Linked DNA regions of Drosophila melanogaster: regions 2 and 3 are each linked to region 1. Evidence: chromatin contacts called from public Hi-C and HiChIP or PLAC-seq data. All regions are on one chromosome and are shown on one strand. The core of a region is the stretch at or near the end of the contact, and the rest is flanking DNA. Distances in the headings are between cores, read along the strand shown. Region 1 holds the start of CG14207. Region 2 holds the start of CG8028. Region 3 holds the start of out (outsiders).

Evidence for each region. Hi-C and Micro-C count contacts between places; a contact is called where the count stands out from the background. HiChIP or PLAC-seq counts read pairs in DNA pulled down with a chosen protein or histone mark.
Region 2: a contact with region 1 is called in a Hi-C map of the Kc167 cell line, with 3 times the contacts expected there. The contact joins the promoter of CG8028 here to the promoter of CG14207 in region 1. A contact is called at or near these places in 2 of 107 Hi-C or Micro-C datasets (the Kc167 cell line and embryo) and 1 of 6 datasets of contacts at active chromatin or transcription factors (the Kc167 cell line).
Region 3: a POLR2A S2P HiChIP or PLAC-seq map of the Kc167 cell line shows a contact between it and region 1, with 4 times the contacts expected there. The contact joins the promoter of out here to the promoter of CG14207 in region 1. A contact is called at or near these places in 1 of 107 Hi-C or Micro-C datasets (the Kc167 cell line) and 1 of 6 datasets of contacts at active chromatin or transcription factors (the Kc167 cell line).

Annotation. Positions count from the first base shown.
Region 1 is chrX:19,603,871-19,606,608 of dm6, reverse strand. It overlaps CG14207, which reads right to left and starts at 1,410. Exons shown (of 4, transcript NM_001298517.1): 1 at 927-1,410. The coding sequence starts at 1,105.
Region 2 is chrX:19,279,024-19,281,761 of dm6, reverse strand. It overlaps CG8028, which reads left to right and starts at 1,413. Exons shown (of 5, transcript NM_001103561.2): 1 at 1,413-1,589; 2 at 1,775-2,738. The coding sequence starts at 1,440. It overlaps CG8034, which reads left to right. Exons shown (of 4, transcript NM_133148.5): 4 at 1-530.
Region 3 is chrX:19,320,772-19,323,509 of dm6, reverse strand. out (outsiders) reads left to right here and starts at 1,404. Exons shown (of 5, transcript NM_001298506.1): 1 at 1,404-1,854.

The sequences.
Region 1 (2,738 bases), core at 161-2,660:
GTTCATTGAAAATGCCACTCGTAACATTCAACTGGAATTTCTCTCTCTCCCTCTCTCTGATTCGTATGAATATGCGAGGGTGTTAAAATACCGCCGAATCACTTAATTGACTTGCAAATGGAAATAGATTGCTAGGTAAACGCGTTTGTCACTTATGTATGCTTTAAAAACAAGTAACTACAAATGGAAATAGTTAGAGATTTAATGAACATTATTCATGTGTGCCACCGATCGTTTCAATGCTTTGCGTTTTCAAATATTTAATTTTGCTCGCAGAGACCAGATTTTAATATCTTATCTCATTATCAACAATTACATTTTTCTGCTCAGCTAGAAACCCACACACACACACACATATAACGGAATATCTTGGCACAGGTGATTCTCAAAGTTCGAAAAATTCCGTTATGCCCTACATAACGGTTGCATAAACCGTATGGGACTCGAGATCGAGCGAAAGGGGAGGGCACAAGACGCTGGCTAGCCATGTGCCGGGGCGGGGGAGGGGGATTTACTAGCGGGTGGCGGGCAGCAGATACACATGTGTTTCTTGGCCGGAGACAGCGGCGGAGAATTTAGAACTGGTGACTCATCCTCCCCCAGAGCGACGGCAAAGAAATACACATAGTGTATCTGGGGCGAGAATTGAAGCGGGCCGCTCGCCTCCTATGAGGCCCACTGTTTAGTACATACATATGTATGTATGCACGTATGTACATATGTACATACGTAGGAGAATCTGTGGGTGAAGAGCTCCAGACCAGTGGGCGATGTGGCAAGATGTGCGCCTATATTTAGAGGAGCCAACAACGAGGCGATGAGTCGAGCGATTCGGGATTGGGTTCCATCGCAGTACACCCGGTAGAATCAGGCTATGTGGAATTATCCCAGTGTTGGGATCCCACTTGTATCACTATTACGCTTACCTGGTGGACTCGAAGAAGTTCGCCTCGCGGTTCATCAGCTCGTGACGGAACTTGGCCATCTCCTCCTCCATTTTGCGCATCTCGGAGTCGAAGCGCTCGCGGATGTTGCTGAACTCCGTGTCGATGACGCTGAAGTCGCCCAGCTTGATGGGGATATTCCTCTTGTTAGCCTCGGCCATTGTTGTGCTGTTTGTGGTGGTTTATTTGGTGGTTGCTTCGCTAGATGGAATCTCCAATCTCTTCGCTGTACACTGTATACCGTATATACTGTATATACTGTATACCGTTCTATTATTCTCTGTTCTGTTCTGTTCTGCTCAACGCGCTTTCGAGCTTGTTCACTTGCTAATCGACGGAGCAACCAAAAAAAAAGGGAACTCGATGGGTTTTCTATATGTATTCGAAACTCAAGACGTTCAAGTGTGTGATTTCGGTTGGACGTATCGCACAGATAGCCGCGTTTCAATTTCTGAACTGTTTTGCATTCACAGTGTGTCTTTGCTTTTATAGCTTTCGTACCGATTGTACTTCGATTGCCGCTGCGCAGCAGTGTGGCGATATCGATAGACCGATGAAGCCGCATTTAGTCATCGATTTGCGGATTTGATTATGTTTCTATTGCCATTGGATCAAAAAGAACTTCTATCCGCAAAGGGAATTGTTTAAGCGTACTTTAACCACTAATCGTTAGCGGACCACCCAAAACACTATATTCGCTGTATTGATTTTGTATTTTATGGAAATAATGACGCACGGGGAACACATTTAGAAGTGAAACAATAGTTGTAAGACAAATTTGGTTTATACAAAATGACCGAAAACAAGGAAGCCATGATTTATTTTCCGTTAATAAGCTAGTAATTCATAAATGCAATGAAATAACATAACACATTTCAAAGCTCCTAAAAAACTTTCTAGGAACAAGTGTTCAATTAGCAACAATTAATTAGTTGATGATCAACTTGATCTTGATAAGTATGCTTAAAACTTCTCGCGTGGGAGCCATTCAGTCATGGAAGTGAGTTCCTCGAACTGTGATTCCAATTGCATCTGGTTCAGCATTTGTGTGCTGTGAGTGCGAGTGGAAAGTGTGAGTATGAGTCGTGTTGAGTTAACCGGTTAACCGATCAACGCTTCCTACCGTTTTGGGAAATGATCTTCGGTATAGAGAGAAAGAGAGAGAGAGAGAGAGAGAGTTGCACATTGGTGGAAAGTGCATTTTCCGTCCTGCGGTGGGTTGGCATTATCCATCGTCCTAAAATAGAACATCTATGGCGTGATGGCCCACGATATCTTGTCCATATTCGCGGGGTTACTTACACCCAGAGCTCATCATCATTAAGACCTTAAATCAAAAAGCCAATTCCGCCCATTGTGCGAATCGATAAATCCCAATATTAGACCGGGTGGGTGGAGAACGTTGGCGGCCCAAATACACGCAGAAAAATATATGTCATATATACATATGTAAATTTAAATATCTCTATGCTGAGCTAAGATTGGAAATTGTACTGTTGTAAGCTTGTTAGCTATAATAGGATATGTTTCCTAATCTAACAGAGAGGCATTATAGTATCTTAGTATCTGTGTCGTTTTCTGCCAGTGTGCTTGGCCATATCCATGGTACTACCCACTCCGCCGCATCGGTTTGTTTGTAAACAAATGCGAAATGACTCAGCCGCGTGACATTGGCGGTCGGAGTCGAGAATCGGGAATCGAGCCAAGTCGAGTCCATTCGATTCGATTCAATTCCTTTTAGGGAGCGTCGGCCAGGGGAATTAAAATTTAAATTGAAATTAATGAGAGCCGGAT
Region 2 (2,738 bases), core at 164-2,663, 320 kb after region 1:
ATATATATATATATATATATACAATTGATGAAGAATACTTGGAGAGGACTAAACAAAGTCGAAATTGAAATCGAAATCGAAATGAAGGGATGATGTCGTGTATGTTTGGTCCAAAAATATTAAAATATTAATAAGTAAGATCTATGTGCATTGTTTAATGAAATAACTAAGCCCAACCGATAAGCAATAAATGCAAACGAATCCACGACAAATCGTGGAAAAAGACCAAGTTAACTCAATGTAGCAAACTTTTGGGCTCGGCGCGGAATGCTACACTGAGAACTAAACTAGCCGATGCCCAGATGACGACATTCGGATATTCTATATACACAAATTACTACTAGATTAAGTATATTTTGGGTACTTAAATTTATCATGGATTATACATATATATATATGTATATATATATAAATATATATATTTTTGTCGAATTAGTAAAACAGTAAGGAGCGTTTTTGATACAAGCGTTTGAAGCGAACTTTTGGAAATGTATTGCCCGATATTGTAGCCCTACTAAATAATATATTATAATAATAATATATATATGAATATGTGTGTATATTAAATTGGTAAAATAAAGCGATGAAAAGTATGCATTTTTGCGAATAATATTTCCTGGAACTGCACAGGCTGGAAAAGTTAACAAATTCCAACAGATTAGATCTTAGAAATCTTAGAAATAAAAAAAGGCGTGCGGCTTAGCCTTCTTTAAAATAGATAAATAAATGGGTATAGATGAGTAACTGAAGGAAAAGTGCAAGGTTTTTAAAATCATTTGGGAACTCAAACATCCGGTTAAGTTACACCCAACCCCATAATCGCCATCATTTAGTGCGAAGTTTATGCGTTTATAGTATCGAGTTGAGCAAAACTCACCGTCTGCGTGTAAACAAATGTAATGCGTGAAGAATAAATTTAAGTTTGTATAAATTAAGCAGTAGATATCTCGCAGGAGGGTGTGGTATGCGACGACCCACGAGGACTGTTGTAAATCTAGTGACAAACCTGTCCGTAGCACTAGGTCTGGAAATTCTTATCAGCGTAGGAGTCGGGCCAACTTGTTCTCGATAAAGACCCCAAATGATGCTCCAAAAATTGTTTTGTTATTCGCAAATGTACCATTACCATTACAACACGGAATTTGGAATTCGGGGGCGTGGTAGTAGGGCGTAGACAACCCACCCACCCGATCTCTCGTCTATTTACACTAGCGGAAATGCTTGAAAATCACGACGGGGGCCGGCACCGCAGGGAAATTTGTAAACTGTATGCGAGTATCTGGGCTAATCTTATCGGGAAAGCCATATTATGTATGAACCTTTGTCATAAGAAGCTTAGCTTGGCCATAAAGTCCCGAGGTGCGATAAGCGGATAATCGAGGAGGCTGCTACTGGTAGCGCCGACTTATATGATGGGATTGATATACGCACACGGACGGATGCCTCAGACTGGGATCGTCTGGTTGACGATCGAGCACCGACTCCAGTCGCGCCCAGCATACCAGATGAAGAAGTCGAAATCCTACACACTGGAGGCACCCGATGGCGGCTGGGGAATCCTCGTCTGCATTGGCATGGCCCTGCCTTTTGTAAGTACTAACGCAGGGAACTCAATCGGCCAAGAAATGCAAAGTCAGTGGGTATCGAGGTGGTTCTTAAGTGAATGGAAAATAGTTTAAATAAAATTCAGAGTAAACTTTTTTTTTCTAGAACTAATGATATAATGGCATAAATAAAGAACGCAATTAGCATAAATTCAAACGATTACTTACAGACAAGTGCCCTTGCGGCTTTGCCATCGTTTGGCCTGGTCTTCGGCGAGTTCCTGAAGAGCATTGGAGCGGAGACGAGTGCCATGGCCATCATAACGAGTGCCTTCTTCTCGTCGATGAGCTTCGCCGGCCTGTTCTCCGGCTCCCTGTTCCAGCGCTTTGGAATGCGGCAGGTGGGCGTCACTGGCGGCATCTTGTACTTCCTGGGCACTGGAATGCAGTTGTTCGCCACCTCCACGCTACACCTGATCATGGCCTTTAGCGTCGTTCAGGGATTCGCCTTCGGGCTGATGGTGCCCACCTGCTATACGACATTCAACCATTATTTTGTCAAGAACCGCGTGATGTGGATGAGCTTTGCCCAGACACTGATTGGCTTGGGCTCCATGCTATATCCGATTGTCATGCAGAAGTTGATGTCATGGTACGGCTTCCGCGGTTGCCTGCTCATCCTCACGGGACTGAATGCTCATGCGGTGTTCGGGATGCTGGTCATGCACCCAGTGGAGTGGCACATGCGTCGCGTGCCCATCCAGCCCGAGGAGCAGGAGGAACTCAAGGAGTTGAGCCCAACGGTGGTGATTAGAGTGCAGCCGGAAACACCGCTTAAGGCTACCAGAGAGGAGCCCAACTTTCATACCGCTGATCCAGGAGCGCGAAAGCTCTCCCACGCCGAGGAGCAAATGCTGAAGGTTCTGTCCAGTCGGGCCTCGAGCATCACCAGCCTGGGCAATTGGTCCGGACCCGTGGTGGTCAGTGACGCCTCGCCCCAGATGATGCACAGCCTGCAGACCTCACGGCGTCCGAGCACGATTGCCGGTGCATCAGGTGCAGTAGCTCCAGCCCACGCTACCAAAAAGAGCTGGGTGCGCACCATCGTCGACTTCCTCGATCTCACGCTGCTGAAGAAGCCCATTTTCGTTAACATCGTGCTGGGCATCACCTTTGCCCTCTACTCCGACATCA
Region 3 (2,738 bases), core at 155-2,654, 280 kb after region 1:
ACATAATTACTTTATTGCCGTCGTAAAAATGAGAAATAGGATATACGGAATCCTTAAAATATTACAGGAAGGGATAAAATCGTAATTGTTCTTTTTTTTTACGAGCGACCAAACGATCGTTAATTGTGGTTAACCCTAGAAAACCTCTTAGGGGTTGCTACGAGTGAGGACTCAATACTTAATCTAGCCCAACCAAATTTTGCTACACAGTTAACTTTGGTTAATCATGAGTTCATTAATGTTTTTATGTTTTAAAGGACCTAAATATGCAATAGATATCAGGTATGAATTATAAATTCATTTGCATATGTTTGTGCATACATTTTTATTTTTTTGTATTCATCAGCACCGAAGTTCAAAATTGTTCTCTGTGTATGGGTATTTGTCTACCAACCAATTAGTGGCTACTGTCTACCTGGCCTGCGACCTTTGAACTTGCTGTGTGGCCGGCAAGTGGCAACAGTTGGTCGGCCATAGAGCGGCTCTATAAAGATCTATTTTCCCCTTACTCTCTGTCTCTCTCTCTCTCTCTGTCTGTTTGTAGCTCTCTCTTTTTTCCCATAAGATGATTTCTGAACGCAGATAATTATTCTTATTCTTATTATATTTTTGTATTAATTTGAGCCAATAATTTTGCCTTTTTCCAAAATTAGTTAAGCATAATAATTTCTATTATATTTCTTATTAATTTAGAAACGTGTTCAGCTCAAAGCTAAACAAAAACATGTCAAAAGAAACGGAATTTTTGTTCAGTGCAATAAGATCTCTGAGCGGATCTATTCAACAGTCCAAGTTCTACGTCGTCATCATGATGGTGTAAACACATTTGCCAAATCACATCACAGCCCACTGTTGAGCCGGTCTTGTGAGAGTGCGATAGAGAGGGGTCGCCCAGGCCAAGACAGAGAGACAGAGAAAGAGACAGGTGGAGAGAGAGGGAAGGCTATTGCCCGGCAACTGCTAATTGGGATGGCTAAATGCTGCATTGCATCCTCTGCCGCGATTCCTGCTGCACTTACGGTGCATCGTCGTCTATCCTGGCGCTGCCCACGCACGAAGAGAGAAGTTCACACTCTTCCCGCCTTCCGCCGGCGGTACAGAGCAAAAAAAAATTTTATTAATTTCGGTTAATTACAAATTTGTACCAGGGACTTAAGCTAACGAATTTCAGAACCGAAACATTCATAAGCTTATGCTTAACAACGTAATTATATAAAATAAATAAAATTGGGAATTTGCTAGCATGCCAAGCATGTGATGTGTAATGTGATCCTTGGTCAAGAGATTTACATTCTCTCTTGCTTGCCCAATGCAAATTTCTCTCAGTGTACGGGCCAGCTCTCTCCGACCATCTCGCTCTCGTTCCGCCGTTTTGCTTTGCCAGTGACTTTGCTTTGCTTTGGCGTAGAGAATGCTATAAAGCAGACCGCAGCAGTGGAATAGCAGCAAGTCGACTGCTGGCCGCGTAACAGTAAACACACCAACGAGCGGACGTACACGGAGCGAAAGAAGAAGTTGGCTACCACGAAAGAGTTATTGTTTGTTAGAAACACCAAGCGCAGCAGCAGCAGCAGCAGTACAAATATTATTGTGTGCCGTCCGAAGAGAACAGCTGAGCCACACGCTGTTTTTTAACGCTGTTCCGTTCTGCGGCACTTGCTGTTTGTTATCCGTATCCGTCGTGTTTCGTCGTCGTATTTGAACTCTCTTTTTGTTACTGTGCATATATTTTTGAAATCTCTGTGCTGCACACAGCGCAGGGGGAAAAGTGCTAGAATTAGCAGATCATCAAGACATCTGGCTAACCTGTGATTTCCAACACACCCGAAGGCAAATTGGCAACAAGTTACCACCGTAAGTCTCGTGTCGATCAACAAGTGAAGATGTTAGTTAAGTGTGGCAAAAGAACTGAACAAGAATTTATTGCATTTGCAAATATACATATGTACTATACCGATAGGAACGCGTTTTAAGAAAGTAATCATGCTTTTAATTTACGTGATGTGTGACTGTTATTTGTGATTCAATATAAGAAGATTAAGAAGATTAATAAGATTTTGTGAAATTTTCAAACTATGCCCAAGACAAATGTAGCCCACTGTTTTGGGGGTAGGGGATTTTCAGAAGCTTTGCTTTTGAGCATAAACCGTAATTAGAAGGCATTAAAAACGTGTGATTTGGAAATTCGTGAATTAAACCTTATAGGATTTCTCTCTCTCTCTCTCTCTGTGAGAGAGTGTGAGAACCCAAATTGAGTTTAAGAATTAGCTGAAGTTTCCATAATAACCACTGGCCAAGTGATTAGTTCACATGGTGGGTGGAATCCGTCTAGTCCAAACCATAATCCCCTGCCCAGTCTGATCTGATCCCGGAACCAAATTGAGTTTTGCCAAAGGTTTCAGCATTTTTCATGTGCATTTTTTTTTCATCTAACCATCGACGGGGAGCAGAAAATGTTTACCAAATTGAATTACACATTTTTATGATGTGCTGGTGCCTTGCTCTTCCCCCTTCCTCAAAGCCACCGCCACCCCGCCGCCTGACAGGCCTCAGGTGCTGTCCTGAATCTGGAAATCCGTGTGTCCGGGTGCCGAAGCCGGAATGGAAGGAGTCCACGTTTTCGAGAGCGGGAATGCATTTATGGCGCCGCCATTAGGGTGGACCAGTAAATTAGGTTAATTGTAGAAAGTAATCGAAAGCTTTAACAGCACCAAATTGCATATTCTGAATCAAGGAGA